Linked DNA regions of Zea mays: region 1 is linked to region 2. A link is a contact called in public Hi-C data. All regions are on one chromosome and are shown on one strand. The core of a region is the stretch at or near the end of the contact, and the rest is flanking DNA. Distances in the headings are between cores, read along the strand shown.

Region 1 (6,715 bases), core at 805-3,304, 390 kb after region 2:
AGGTTCTTTAGAACCAAACCTCGGTAAAACAAATCACCGTGTTCATCCGCTTTATTTCTTGGTTCATTTGTTTTCCCCCTCTCTCCCGGACTTAATATTCATTCTAACGCTAACCCCGGCTTATAGTGTGTGCTTAAGTTTATAATTTTCAGATTTCGCCTATCCACCCCCCTCTAGGCGACTTTCAACCACACTATGATTGTGAGACTCCATGGCATATTCTTGAACCAAACAAGGATTCAGAAATATGAGATCCTCGTATCCCTATTTTTATGCAATATAACTGAAGGAAATCTAGCCTATCGTTAGGTAATAAAGATGACAGGTTACATTAAGAGCCTGGACGCACTTGGTTTTACTCTTCTTGATAAGCTAGCTATAGACGTGATCCTCTAGTCTCTTTGTCCAAGCTTTGAGCCTTTCATTTTGAACTTTTACATGAATAACATGGAGAAGACCTTCGCTGGTATGCTTAAGATAGCCAAGTAGAGCATTAAAAGAACTCTAATCATGTGATGATGGTTTAGAAGGATAGCAAGAGGCAAAAATACTTTAGAAGGGCAAGGCCAAGGCTAAAGATGAGATCTCAAAACCAAATGCAATGCCCAAGTGTGGCCCTTTGCAAACTTGGGTGTTGGTCTAAGAAATGCACGATATACTTGGAAGAAAAGAAAAAAAAGGAAAGTGAGACTTCTACTTTAAGTATATATGTTATTAAAATTAATTTTATTATTTACTCAAGTGATCATGGGTATTTGATACTGGATCGATGATTCATACATGCAAATCATTGTAGGGACTAAAAATGCCTAGAAAATTTGCAAGAAACAGAGTTGAATATGTGCGTTGGCAATGGAGCAAAGGTTGTTACACTGGCCACTGACATTTATCATTTTCATTACGCTCAACATCAATTTTGTAATCAAATAATTATTATTATATTCTAGCTTTATGTAAGAACATTATATCTTCTTCATGTATAGAGAAAGATGATGGTTATAAGATAATAATTAAGAACAAATGTTGTTCCATTTATTTGAATAACATGTTTTATGCACTATTTGGGACTTGTCAAAATTCTGAAATAATAACAACACGACAACATGATTAAATTATTATATCCTCCTCCCTTTCGAAGGTTGCGAGGGGAGGTGTGGTCCGGGTTTCATAACATTCTTCATAAATACGTGTGAGAAGCTTATCCTTCAATCAATAAAATATGATTTCATAAAATTAATCAACAGTACAAAGCTCATGTGTTCATATGTATAAATAATTAAAGACATAGAGTACACATGTACATTAAAGGAGTTTATTTTTAACACGTAGGCTTCAGCGTTGTTATACCTTTAGAGTCTACCTAGAGGCGAGAATGCTACAGAAGTGATGTTTGTGAATGGTCGACACCTTTATCTAACTTAGATTCCGATGACTTAGACAAACTTATCTAGAGTTTGTCCAACTAATGTAAATCATAGTTCTTCACTTCTTTGCTTCATCCAATTCAGATTCTTGTTTCGGCTCAAACTCGGTTTCAAATGCACATTTTCTAAAAATATAAATATCTAATCCTTCTAAGGTGCTCAAGTATGTTCCTAATGGCATTTAGAACTTATCCAAACTTATGAACTCCTCAAGGTTTATCTTATCCAAAATATGACCTTCCAAGCCTTGATTTAAGCTAATTGTTGTACTTAGTACTTCAATTTGATTCTTATAAAACTAATTATATAGATGATGACTAAAAGATGAGATAAATTTATTAAACCTAATTAAGCTTATATTAAATACTTACTAATTAATATTTAAATATTTGATTTGACACGAACTAAGCTTTAGTTAGGGAGCTAAACTTTAGTTAGGGGAACTAAACTAAATTTCAGAAGATTTACCTTTTCAGAATCGAGAACTTGTACCAGACAAGCTCTGTTTCTCTTTCCTTGAGTTAAGGTTGGTATTGATTGTCGCCTTTGACCTTTTGTTCCTCTCTCGATCGAGGACATTGCATCTCAGACATCGCATCCAGGCGCCTCGCTGTCCATGTGATCGGGAAGTATGAACAGACCAGGAGTACAGGAGAGAGAAAGGGGACAACTATCCTTTTTGTCAATTTCCTTTCCTTTCGTGTTGTTGATTAGTTGCACGAAAACTTTATAGCTAGGTTATATTTTTCAGCTGATATATATAGGAAAACGTGGACAGTCCCTTGGTTGAATCTTTTGAAGAATTTATATATATCGTGATGCCGTTCGAGCTCAAATATGATTTGTTTCCCAGCTACCAAGATCTATCAATGGCCGACGCATTAGGATCGATGGCAAATTAAAGACGTAGTCAAAACGATGATATGATTGATAGGTGTTGTTGATGTCAAGACTCGACCACGGTCACCGAGATGGTTAGTTAGTGTATTTGGTAGGTACAGTACACAACAAGATGCCTCCAAATAAATAAAGAAACAAAGAAAGAAAAAAGAGCCAGGTTGAGATCGAGTTGGTGCAGTGCTGTTGAGGGGTTGCTATCACCTTTCAGCACTCTTGCTCGCTTTGTTATTCCACCTAGCAACAGAAGCTCCCCGTCCACTGTTACAGTCATTCGCTTTATCAGTGGGTAATTATATGCCCACGTACAATTTAAATGTCTTCAAATTTTACCTGGTCCTGGAAGAGTTAAGTGACAACTTCAGTTTATCAGTGAGTGAGAGAAAAATGCATGTTCCATTCATTTTTTCTTCAGCAGTTTGAGGATAAAAAAACGGATATATACTCGATCCAAGAGAAAAAAAAACAGATTTCTGTATATGATTGGTGATAGGCTGACGCTGATAGCGGATAGCCTTCAGCCGGAAGCGTGCAGGCTGATGAGTGACATAGGAATGAATCGATGCGTCTTGCTCAAGCAAGCAAGAAACGTACATATAGACTTTTGGTTGCCTACACATGATCTCATGCCGTCCAGCAGGATCTGTCGCTTCACTTGTCAATCCAAACAGCAAGTTGATGTGTCTCTCACAATCTTATCTAGCCAACTATTTCCCCAACTGCATGCACCAACTCGTTCGATGCTAGCTTGCCTACAATGTGCAGCGTAGCTGGCGGCTCCGTTCATATCTTAATTGACCCTAATTTCACGCCCCTTCATATCTTGGACCCTATCATCCCTTATATATCTAGTTTCTGAACATTGTCATCGTCCCTTCCTATCCTGATTCGCCGGATCATATCATCAGCAACATATTAATTGTGAACGCATCCTGATGTATATCCAGTGATAGATGCACATGTAGGAGACCACATACATGGCCTTAGAGTGTATTGAAATGGATTGAGATGAATTTTAACTTGCGATGAATTTAAATCGACTCAATACCACCTAATTCACATAGATTAACGATGAAATGAACAAGCCTTAACTATAGAAAAATCACATTAGATAAACGTGAACAAGGTTGTTTGCTTCAGCTTAATGTCAGTTGTTCGGACTGCTGAAAGCTGCAATTAATAGAGGCAAACCTTGTGGATTGACACGACGACACTATATATGTATTATTAGATCTAACCACAATGCCAAATTGCCCAGATCCATGGATATATTCAGCTGATGAGCTGGAGTTGCCGGCTTAGCTGCATGCGGCCAAACTATGAGGGGTAGTCTCATGGTTCTCAATTGCTGTGGTGGTGGTATTCTCTGTCTTCGGGTTGGGACTTGGGAATGCATGGCAGCCTGGAATGCCGGCCGGACCCCACGTGGAACTAGCTAGCTGCACATGGAACTACTGTGCTTACCGTTCAGACATGCATCGGCTCATGCTGTACTGGTACTGGCCGTACTGCTGTCTCTTGAGCATTTCACGTTCTTGGACTGAATGTTCATCTTCGTACCTTTCCGGCAATATATTTGATCCAATCTTGATTTGCCATGTGCTGCGAGATACTTGAATATATTTCTTAATTTAAGATAAGGTTCTTATAATATATGATTACAAGACTTTGAATTCTCGTCATCTAAAGGCACCTCGGGCCAGCTAGGGTACCCAGCCACATACACATTGGCACAACTCTTAGGACTCATTTGGGACCAAGAGAAATGGAGCGGATTGAATAGACCAAAATCCTTTAGAGCTAGTTTAGAAACTGAAATTCCCTTCGGGATTGAAGAGGATTGGAGAGAAAATTAGTTAATTTGCACCTCAATCTCTTTCAATTCCGAAGGAGGTTTGAAGTTCCCAAAGTAGTCCTTACTATTTAAAATTGAATAATAAGAGCAACTCCAAAAGAACGTGTAAACTAACCCCAAAACAGATATTAGTCGAGAATAGTGGTTTTTCTTACTCCAACAGCTCCCTCATTCTTCCCAAAAAATTAGCGTCCCGCATCCACAACCTCCTCTCCCTCATATTTTGGTGTGTTCCATCCCTCCCCAATCCATTCCTCAACATATAAGATCATCCACGGCCTCCCGACGACGACTGTACAGATTGCGCCACATGTCACATTTAAAGAAACTGTTGGAGTACCCATCATAATTCACTCTTAAAATTTTTTAGCCTACTCTTAATAATTATTTTTTGGGGTAAAATTTTTAACATCTTTTTAGAGTTGCTCTAAGGGATTTTAACCCACTCAATACCCTCCATTACACTTGCTACTAAATAAGCCCTTAGATGTTTTTCATTGTTCCGGTATAACTATTTCTGCACATGCATCTCGTGCATATTCTATCCTAGATCACATCCTTGTGTCTCTTCGTTTTGTAGCTAAACTACTTGTACAAATGCATGATATATATTAGATCCAATCACAAACTAGGAACAGTCTCTACTATAAAATATTTTAGAAGATAAACTTTCTAATTACAGAGGCAACAATTTTATAGTGCAGTCCCTGTAAGGCTATTCTCAACGATAGATTCATGTACATTTAACAGTGTACTATATCAGATTTTTTATGACATTTCATGCCATTTAAGAGGATTGAGTTTTATGGAATGAAATTAGTTCCATGGGAGATGAAACTATATCAACTCGTTTCCAAGATCTTGAAAATCGTGTGAAAAAGGTGATTTGTTTCATCTTCACATACTTCCTCCGTCCCAACTCGATGAATAGTATTAATTTCTATTCATCACCTATGGTGATGGACCCAACGATCACCTGAACCACCCTACGCGTCCGAGCTAGCCCCACGCCGGCTGGCGCGCCCACCCGAGCTAACCGCCATCGCACCCCGCGTCCCTAGCCAAACGAGCCGTCGTCCGCGCATGTGTCCCAAGTCGACTGGCGGGTGGAGGAAGCGGTGGCACCGACCATGTCAGGCATGCAGGGATGCGCGAGCTCGGGGCAGGAGCCATCGCAGGGGGGCGATGCCGCGGTCGTGCTGGGCGCATAGGGAGGCTTGGGCTCAAGGAGGGAACCGGCGCCAGAGGGGACGATGGTCGCGACCGCACGGAGGCGTAAACTCGTGTAGGGAGCTAGTGCCGAAGGGGGCAATGGCGGCAGACGTGCCCGAGAGAGGAGATTTGGTTGCGGTGGGTGTGACAGGGCCCACGCGTCCGTGTCAGGGAGCTCCACTTAGGGTGTGGAGGTGGCAAGGGTGCCAGCCACGGAGAGCAGGGGGAGGGGAGGACAGGGTGGCCACTAGGGCTAGGGGAGATGGCTGGTTGCGCGGTGAGAAGGGTGGTTGAGGGAGGGAGGTGCCATGGCGACAGAGGACGCTGGGGTGGGCCGGCGGCCGGCGAGCAAGATGCTAGGAGAGGTGCAGCCGCCTGGCCGCTAGGGAGGGAGGGGGAGGTGGGAGGAGAATAAGAGGCTTAATACCATGTTGGAATAAGAGAAACTCTAACCTTAATCATGGTTGGGAGTGTCTTGATCTAACAAATTTAGGTGTGTTGAGACCCATTACAGTTGAACGGCTGCATGCAACTCAACATAGAATTCATGAAGTTAGTGTTGACTCAAGTGTACTGTATTTGTCGAAGTGTGTATGTACATCTGCTACTACCCTATCAAAAAGTGGTCAGCCGTAGTGTTTTTTTTCCTTTTCTGATGAAGAAACTCTATTGAACTGTACCATATCTTGAACCTAAGGCCTACGGAGCACATTTGGTGCCTACTGCAAGCCAAGCATCCACGCCACTAGCTGCTTTTTAATCGTCCCAATTAACTCCCCTGTTAGTAGGTTGTCGCACGCCGATGAGCTAGCTAATGCAGAGTTCAGTACCGGTAAGGTGGGTACGTACGTCGAGTGTTTCGTTAACCGAAACGTCATGTCGTCCTGCAATGTGATTTTAATGCATCTATATAGGCCGATGTAGTAGCGGTGCAGTGCTGTTGTTGGTGGTGCTACAGTAAAAGTCGTAGTAAAGATCTACGGAAAGCTTTTGGTCGGTGATAGATCTTGATCGGTCAGGTCGCGCGCGCGATATAAAAAAATGCAAGCATTTTGGATGTGTCAGTAGTCTCCCACTGTCACTGATGATGAGAAATAAAAGAGATCACATCAAGGACAATCAGTAGCGCTAGCGGCACCGCCGCGCCCTATATATGTCATCATTCACTGAAGGCCGAAAGAACACCGTTAACAGCCTCGGAAGTTTCGAACGTACATCCTTTCCGGTACCGACATATCTCTGTGTCAGCACATTGCATGCAACAAGGTAACAACTTTAGAGCATCTCCAAGAGACTAGCTAAATAACTCGTTAAGCCAAATTTTGGC
Region 2 (7,233 bases), core at 261-2,760:
CCTGTGCACATTCATATTGAAAGAGGTCATTCCCACAGAAGGGAAATATCACGATGCTTCCGGAACATTAGCTTTGCCAGAGTTTAGAATACTAACAGAAATTAGTAGACTATCTCTTAGCCGAGATAGTTATTAGAGCTTAAGTGAAAACTTTGATGTATATAATGTGTGATGCATACATGGTTGTAAACAAGACTTTGATGTATATAAATGTATGATAGAATTTAATTCCATGTTGCTTTTAATATCAATATATATATATATATATATATATATATATATATATATGTTTTGTGTGTGTAAATATATATAAATTTAAAAAAGGCGGGAAAACTTTCCACTAGCGGCTAAATAAAACAAACCGCCAGTGGAAATGCTATTTTCACTGGCGGTTTTCTTTATAAAACCGCCAGTGAAAATAGCATTTCCACTGGCGGTTGCTAAAGAAAACCGCCAGTGAAAATAGAATTTCCACTGGCGGTTCTAGAATAACCGCCAGTGGAAATGACGATTTCCACTGGCCCCTAGCACTGGCGGCATTGAAAAGCGTCAGTGAAAACGTCTCTAGAACCGCCACTATAGAGGCTGTGTGTACTAGTGTTAAATGGTGCTTTTAGAGTTTCCTCAAATACTTTATCTTTTGTGGTTGGTGTGATAGACTTGGGTGGAGTGATTTTAGTGGATGGTTTCTCACTTGGTTCCAGACTGCTGCACTCACCAATCTTGCCAAGCCAAGACCCCATTTGCCCCGATCACAATTGTCTCCTGTGTCGAATGAGATCGCCTAGGAATAACTTGTGTTTGTACTGCAGCCGACGTATTTTAGGCCCGATTTGGCATAGCTAAGCTTCACCATTATTGAAGCTATTATGTTTTGGAAAACAGCTTCACAAGTAGATTTCTCGATGAAGACGAACTGCTTTGGAAAAACTGTTCGGCGAAACAGCTTAATAATGTGTGGTTGAGAGAAGAAAATGAGTGAGAAAGCTATGAAAATCTACTTTTTTTCATCTTCACCTCCCTTGATTTCTTTGTGATAGCATAAAAAACAAGCTTCATCCGTGAAACAGCAGTTTTGTAAAAAAATTGTTTGGCAAAAAATAGCTCACAATATCGCATGAAATTGTTGCTATAACTGCGCTAACGTAGCTTTACTGTTCCCCTCCGATGTAGCTAGCGCATCTATTGTTTGCTCTCCACATCTCTCTCGTGCGTGTGTCCATGAAAAGGATCACACACGAATGATCTACACAGCCTAGGGAGCTCTCTCCTTTGTCTCTTTATAAAAGGGACATGCCTCTCCCTTCCGTGCATGATCGCTACCTCGCTTTCCCTCTTGATCCCTGGCTGCAAATTGCCATTCCGACATAATAACCACTGCACCAGCCGCTTCGGTTCGCCTCTTCCTACTCTCCATATATCTCATCCTGATCTTCACTCATCACCTAACCATACGAGATCTGCATATATAGCTCCATCAGATCTTGAGCGCAAATTCCTCTCAGTGCATCCCATGTCTGCCATCTACATGAGCCAGCTCTCCACTGCCCTCCCTCTCATGGAGGGAGATCACCAAGATCATCATCACCACCACCAAGGCCACTTCCAGGCCTTCACCCTGCCAAAGGAAACACCGATCCTTTTCCCCTTTGTGATCAGCAATAGTAGCGCCAGCGAAGGCAGTTTGAGCTATGGATCGGCTGCAGACCATCACTTGTTGAGGCAGCGTCATCAAGCTATGCTGGAGCCCCAACATGTACGTGCTAGCTACTGAACTGTACATGTGTTCAATTCCCCAATCATATCCCATGTGTAAAAAATCACAGATTTGATTTCCTTGTTAATTTTGTCACTCATGCCCTTTTCGACTATATACCTCAGATGATTGGAGGATCATCAACTGCGACTGGGAATAGTGTCTTCTCGACGCCGTTCCCGACCGTGGAGAGCATCCGCGACGACATGATCGAGCCTGCCTCGTACGATCCATACGATATGGGGAAGCTGCAGGTCGGCGGGTCGATGGATGCTTGCAGCTGGACGCCGGCGGCAGCCAAGATGAGGATCACGAGGAAGGCCACTGCCGATCCCAGTGCGGGGAAGAAGCCAAGGAGAAGGGCGCAAGCAGGGTACGACGACACCATGAGCGGCCAACCGAATTTGGGTGTTATTAGGGTGTGCTCCGACTGCAACACCACCAAGACACCCTTGTGGAGGAGTGGTCCTTGCGGCCCCAAGGTATCCTACCTTGTTTTCTGCCTCTAAGTCCAATCAAATTCGTGATCTTTGCAAGCCCGGCCCATGACCATGCGTATCTTGTTTTGCATGGCGCAGTCGCTCTGCAACGCGTGCGGTATCAGGCAGCGGAAGGCGAGGCGGGCGATGATGGCCGCCGCCTCCGGCTCGGTGTCAGCAGTTCCCACTGACAGCGGCAAGGCCTCGCCCAGCAACGCCGCCGTGGCCGCAGCAGCAGCACACCCCAAGGTGAAGAAGGAGAAGAGAGTGGACGTGGACCGGTCGCTGCCGTTCAAGAAACGGTGCAAGGTGGTCCAGCAAGGTCACGGTGCGGCCGTCGTCGTTGCAGCTCCTGCTGCTGCCACCGACAGCGCGACTGTCGTGCAGGCCACCGCCGAGGATGGTGATGACGACACCTGTCCGAGCAGGGATCTGCTTGTCGACGACATTGGTGGGCTCATCAGCTGGAGCAGGAGTCCGGCGGCACCCGCCTCAGCGGCTGCGGCCACCTGCAGCTTCCGGGCGTCGCCGGCGTTGCCCGTGCAGCAGGACGAGATCACGGACGCTGCCATGCTGCTGATGACGCTGTCCTGCGGGCTTGTCCGGAGCTGATCCACGATCTGCTACCTCTACGAAGGACGACCCAGCGCACCGTAGGCTTTTCCCAGCTAGCAGCTAGCTTGTGCCTTTGACTGTTAGCTAGCGTTACTGTTACTGCTGTTACCATCGTCGTCTACCGTAATACCTGTAGTGCTTTTGTTTAGCTTCTTGTTGCTAGTGTGACCACCCTTGTCACTGTTCAAGTCATGTGATTCGTTCGATGAGTGAGAGAGAGAGAAGAGGTCTAGTTGAGATGATAGGAGCGACAAGAGCACCGTCTCTAGCTACAATAGCTAGTAAATATAATCGCATGTAGTGTGAGGAGTTTCAGTTTTGAGTGTGTACAAGTTCTTTAATTCCGATCCTGTGGCTATAATCTGGTCGCTGGCTGCTGCTACATATTTTTTTATTCTTCCTTTTGCTTGAGTTTCTTTTAAGGAACCTAAAAGTGTAATGGGAATGTTTTGAGACATACCGTCATACCGACGATGCAAGGTGTCGTGCTTGTCTTCCTGGCTACTCGTTCATGGCTTTTGTTTCTGATGCTTCTGTCAGTATGCATACAACATTCTTGTACGTACGTAGTCTCCATTTCAAAATATGATGTGCCTTGATCTAAGCTAAAGTATGTAAAGTTTCGGTCTCCATTTCATTTCACCGGTTCTCATACATCATTCTTACAGTCTTCTTTATCCTATGTCATCGGATCTGAAGAGCTTTGGTATCCTTTATTGACATGCGCATCAATCAAAATAGGGTTCACTTACGTTCCTGATGTCTAGGGGATCGATAAACCAAAACTATACAAATTTAATTTGACTTATATGAATCTATATCTAGGAAGAGCTCGACTTGGCTGACTAAGTGTGTGTTTGGTTTGGTTTTTGGCTTTAGCTTTTAACCCTGAAAGCTAAAAGTCAAACCAAAGGGCCGAATATGAAAAACAACTTTTTCTAAAAACCGACTTTCTTGTAATACAAAACTGAAAGCACCTCTGGACCTGCTTTTAGCAGTTCCAGTGAAAAAATATATGGAAGAACTTTTAGCGCATTTTAATGGTTTCGACCAAACGTTAGCAGTTCAGAGACCACAACTTTTTCACAGTCCACAGCAGCTCTTTTCACCGCCACAGCCCAACCAAACAGACCATAAATCAAAATTTGGTATATATTGACATCTCTCAAATTTCTTATTTCGTTTATACTCTTAAATAAAAATGGCCCACACAATGCAATGAGCTTGTGACACACGTTGACAACCAGAAACTAAACCGGCAGAGATTTTGCATGATGGGTGTATCAATTCCGATTTTAAAACCGAGAATGAAAGGTACGGTTGTCTGGGAAAAAAAAATTATAACACGCGCGGCTGTGATACCTAGGCCCCTACTAGAGGAATTAATGAAAGGTACGGTTGTTTTATTTACAAAGACGGGGCTGCTCGGCACCACGTGTCTATGCAGTTTATTAATTATCGTCACACGGTCCTTACACAACATTCTTACAAATAAATAAATAAGAACATTAATATTTGTTTGTATGTTGTGTAATCATATTAGAATCCTAGTTTGTTTCCATCTTAATTGTATGATTAAGGTTATGTTTCAAATATTAATTTTTTTTTGTTTTGTTAACTTATAATATAATGTATATGCGCAAGAATTAGAAAAGGGAGGAGATCTCTAGAAACATTGTGAAAAGAAGGAAATGACCATAGGTGTATGTTCTTAAATCGACATGGACATAAAGTAGTCATTACAATCCCATTTTTCATAGTGAAAAAGACTTGCTCCCCGTACGTCTTTCAGGACTGCTAGGACCGGAGAGTATATATATTTAAATACGATGAAAAGTCATGACACTTTTCATAGTGAAAAAGATAATACTGGCCACCAAAACAAGTAACCATGACCAACCAGAGGTAGAAATGTTTCTGCTGTGACGGATGCTGGCGGTGATACGAGGGGAGCCACATGCTGTTACTAACTGCAGATGGGTGTAGACCCGTTCTGGACTTGACCCCACACGCCGGTGACCAGAAGTAACTGGAAATGATATGCTTCCATAACACATCGAGGAAGAAATCTTATATAAGGCCATTCTCGATGCATAATTTCATCACACTATGTCAAGCTAAGAACATTGCGTACTGTTCCAAACCATTGCGTACTGTTCCAACGTTTAAGAATCCCTAGACTAGACAAATGCTCAAACTGTGTGGCACTATCTAGTCATTACAAAAGGAACATCGGTTTTCGCATGTACGAGAACAGGTAAAAGTGACTTGACACAACAAATTAAATAGTAGAAAAAGAATGCATGGAAGAATGTCATGAGGAATTGAGGACAGTCCCTGCCTTTGGTACGATGGTACCTACCTAGCTATGAACTGATCGCTTGCTTCTTGTGGTGCATTTTTGGAAACCCTAAGAATGCCAAGCTGGTGTGCTATAGCTGACATTCCTCCGGTAAGTTCAGGAAGTACGATATAAAATGTTGACACCTGGTCGAAGCTCGATCGGCAATGAAATGTAAGGTTCATGTTGAGTACGAATGGATTGAGCCTGTCTGGTGACAGCAGGAATATAATATCATAGCTAACAAAGTGCTAGTGATCCCTGGCTATATCTACATCCTTGTGGAGGAGTGGTCCGACGTCTGCAGCATCAGCAAGACACCCTTGTGGAGGAGTGGTCCTTGCGGCCCCAAAGGTATCCTTGTTTGCTGCGTCTTCCAATCCAACTCGTTCGTTGTCCTTGCACCAGCATGTGTGTAGTACGATTAATTAGAGAGATGTATATATATATATATATATATATATATATATATATATATATATATATATATATATATATATATATATATATATATATATTACTGCAAAGCCCATGACTGTATGTACCTTTTTTGCATGGCGCAGACCCGCAGTCGCTTTGCAAGGTGTCCGGTATCAGGCAGCGGCAGGCGCGGCGGGGCGACGATGGCCGGCTCGGGGCCAGTGGCGCCGACCCACTCAGCGCTCAGCGGCAAGGCCGCCTCGCCCAACGACGCCGCCGTGGCCGCACCAGCACACCCCAAGGTGAAGTTGAAAGAGAGTGGACGTGTGGACCGGTCGCTGCCGTTCAAGAGACGGCGTAAGGTGGTCCGGGTCCAGCAGCATGGCGGCTGTCGTGCAGGCCACCGCCGAGGATGGTGACGACGATTCCTGTCCCAGCGGGACCTGCTTTAATTTGTCGACGATGCTGGTCTCGGCTTATCAGCTGGATCGGAGCAGGAGTCCAGTGGCTGTGCAGCCCTCCTGCCGCTTCAAGGCGTCGCGGGCGTTGCCGGAGCAGCTAGCTAGCAGGGCGAGATCACGGATGCTGCCGTGCTACTCATGACGCTGCCCAGGGGCCTTGTCCGGAGCTGATCGACGATCGATCTACCTCTACAAAGGCCCCAGCACCGCGTAGGCTTTTGGCAGCTAGCTCGTCGTCTACTGTACGACCTGTAGTGTTTTTTATTTGGCTCCTTTGTTATGTTGCTAGTGTAACCCGTGTAACTGTTCATGTCATGTGATTCGTTTGATGAGAGAGAGCAGAGAGTTGAGAATGAGATGGTATAGGAGCGAGAACATCACAAGCGGATCGGAAGTAATATAATATGGCAAAACCGTCATTACTACCATCTACGCTAATACACAAAACGTTTTTATTGACGACCTTAAATGATACCAGTATAATGCCCCTGATGGCACACAAGATGACAAGAATATACATTACACACTTTATTTTAGTCAAAGGACCTATAAAAATATAAGTTGAAAAGGAGTCGGATCCTTTTATTTATAGTCCGATCGATCGTTCATCCTCCTTTTATATAGAGGAGTGAGATTATGTGAGAGCGTTGCATAGCGTGCGGATTCATGTGGTATTAGACTTTTACCATAAAGAACTATTAGCATTCTCACAAATCATGATTGCCTCTTCGATATATATTCAACAGTCGCCTACTTTTACAAGAGTCAATCATTTATGTAATTGTTCCAACACTTTGTGTGTGTCAATCATTTATGATAGAAAATGCTTTTCGAGCCATTAGTTAATAGTGGTGTCTAGCAGCATATATTGAATTTCATGTATCCATAAAATATCATATTAGTTGAACCTCGATATACATATATATGTCATGATCCTTTTGACACACGATATCCATCGAACTCAAGGTGAGATTTGTGCCACCCTTATAGTAGCTCAACATTTCAATTGATTATTAGTGGATTTAAACTTGTGAGTAACTTTTTAGTCACACCATGGTTAACTCTTTAATACATAGGGATGGCCAAGTACTTAACAACATTGAGGGGCCTAAATTTTGTCTTGATCCACTCATATCCCATCATATATTTTACTATACATCT

The links. Hi-C and Micro-C count contacts between places; a contact is called where the count stands out from the background.
Region 1: a contact with region 2 is called in a Hi-C map of leaf, with 5 times the contacts expected there. The contact joins the enhancer-like site here to the promoter of LOC100191563 in region 2. A contact is called at or near these places in 4 of 25 Hi-C or Micro-C datasets (bundle sheath, ear, leaf and 1 more).

What each region holds. Positions count from the first base shown.
Region 1 is chr9:85,815,932-85,822,646 of Zm-B73-REFERENCE-NAM-5.0, forward strand. No RefSeq gene overlaps it. Among protein-coding and RNA genes, the nearest start is that of LOC103638620, 7.5 kb to the left of the region's middle. Within about 2 kb of position 2,055, at least 10 of the 20 cell types and tissues checked have an H3K27ac peak or open chromatin away from gene starts, as enhancers often do. A contact at or near this core is called in bundle sheath and leaf, where this site is marked.
Region 2 is chr9:85,424,287-85,431,519 of Zm-B73-REFERENCE-NAM-5.0, forward strand. LOC100191563 (GATA transcription factor 20) reads left to right here and starts at 1,511. Exons shown (of 3, transcript NM_001136993.1): 1 at 1,511-1,756; 2 at 1,882-2,238; 3 at 2,335-3,452. The coding sequence starts at 1,514. The coding sequence ends at 2,847.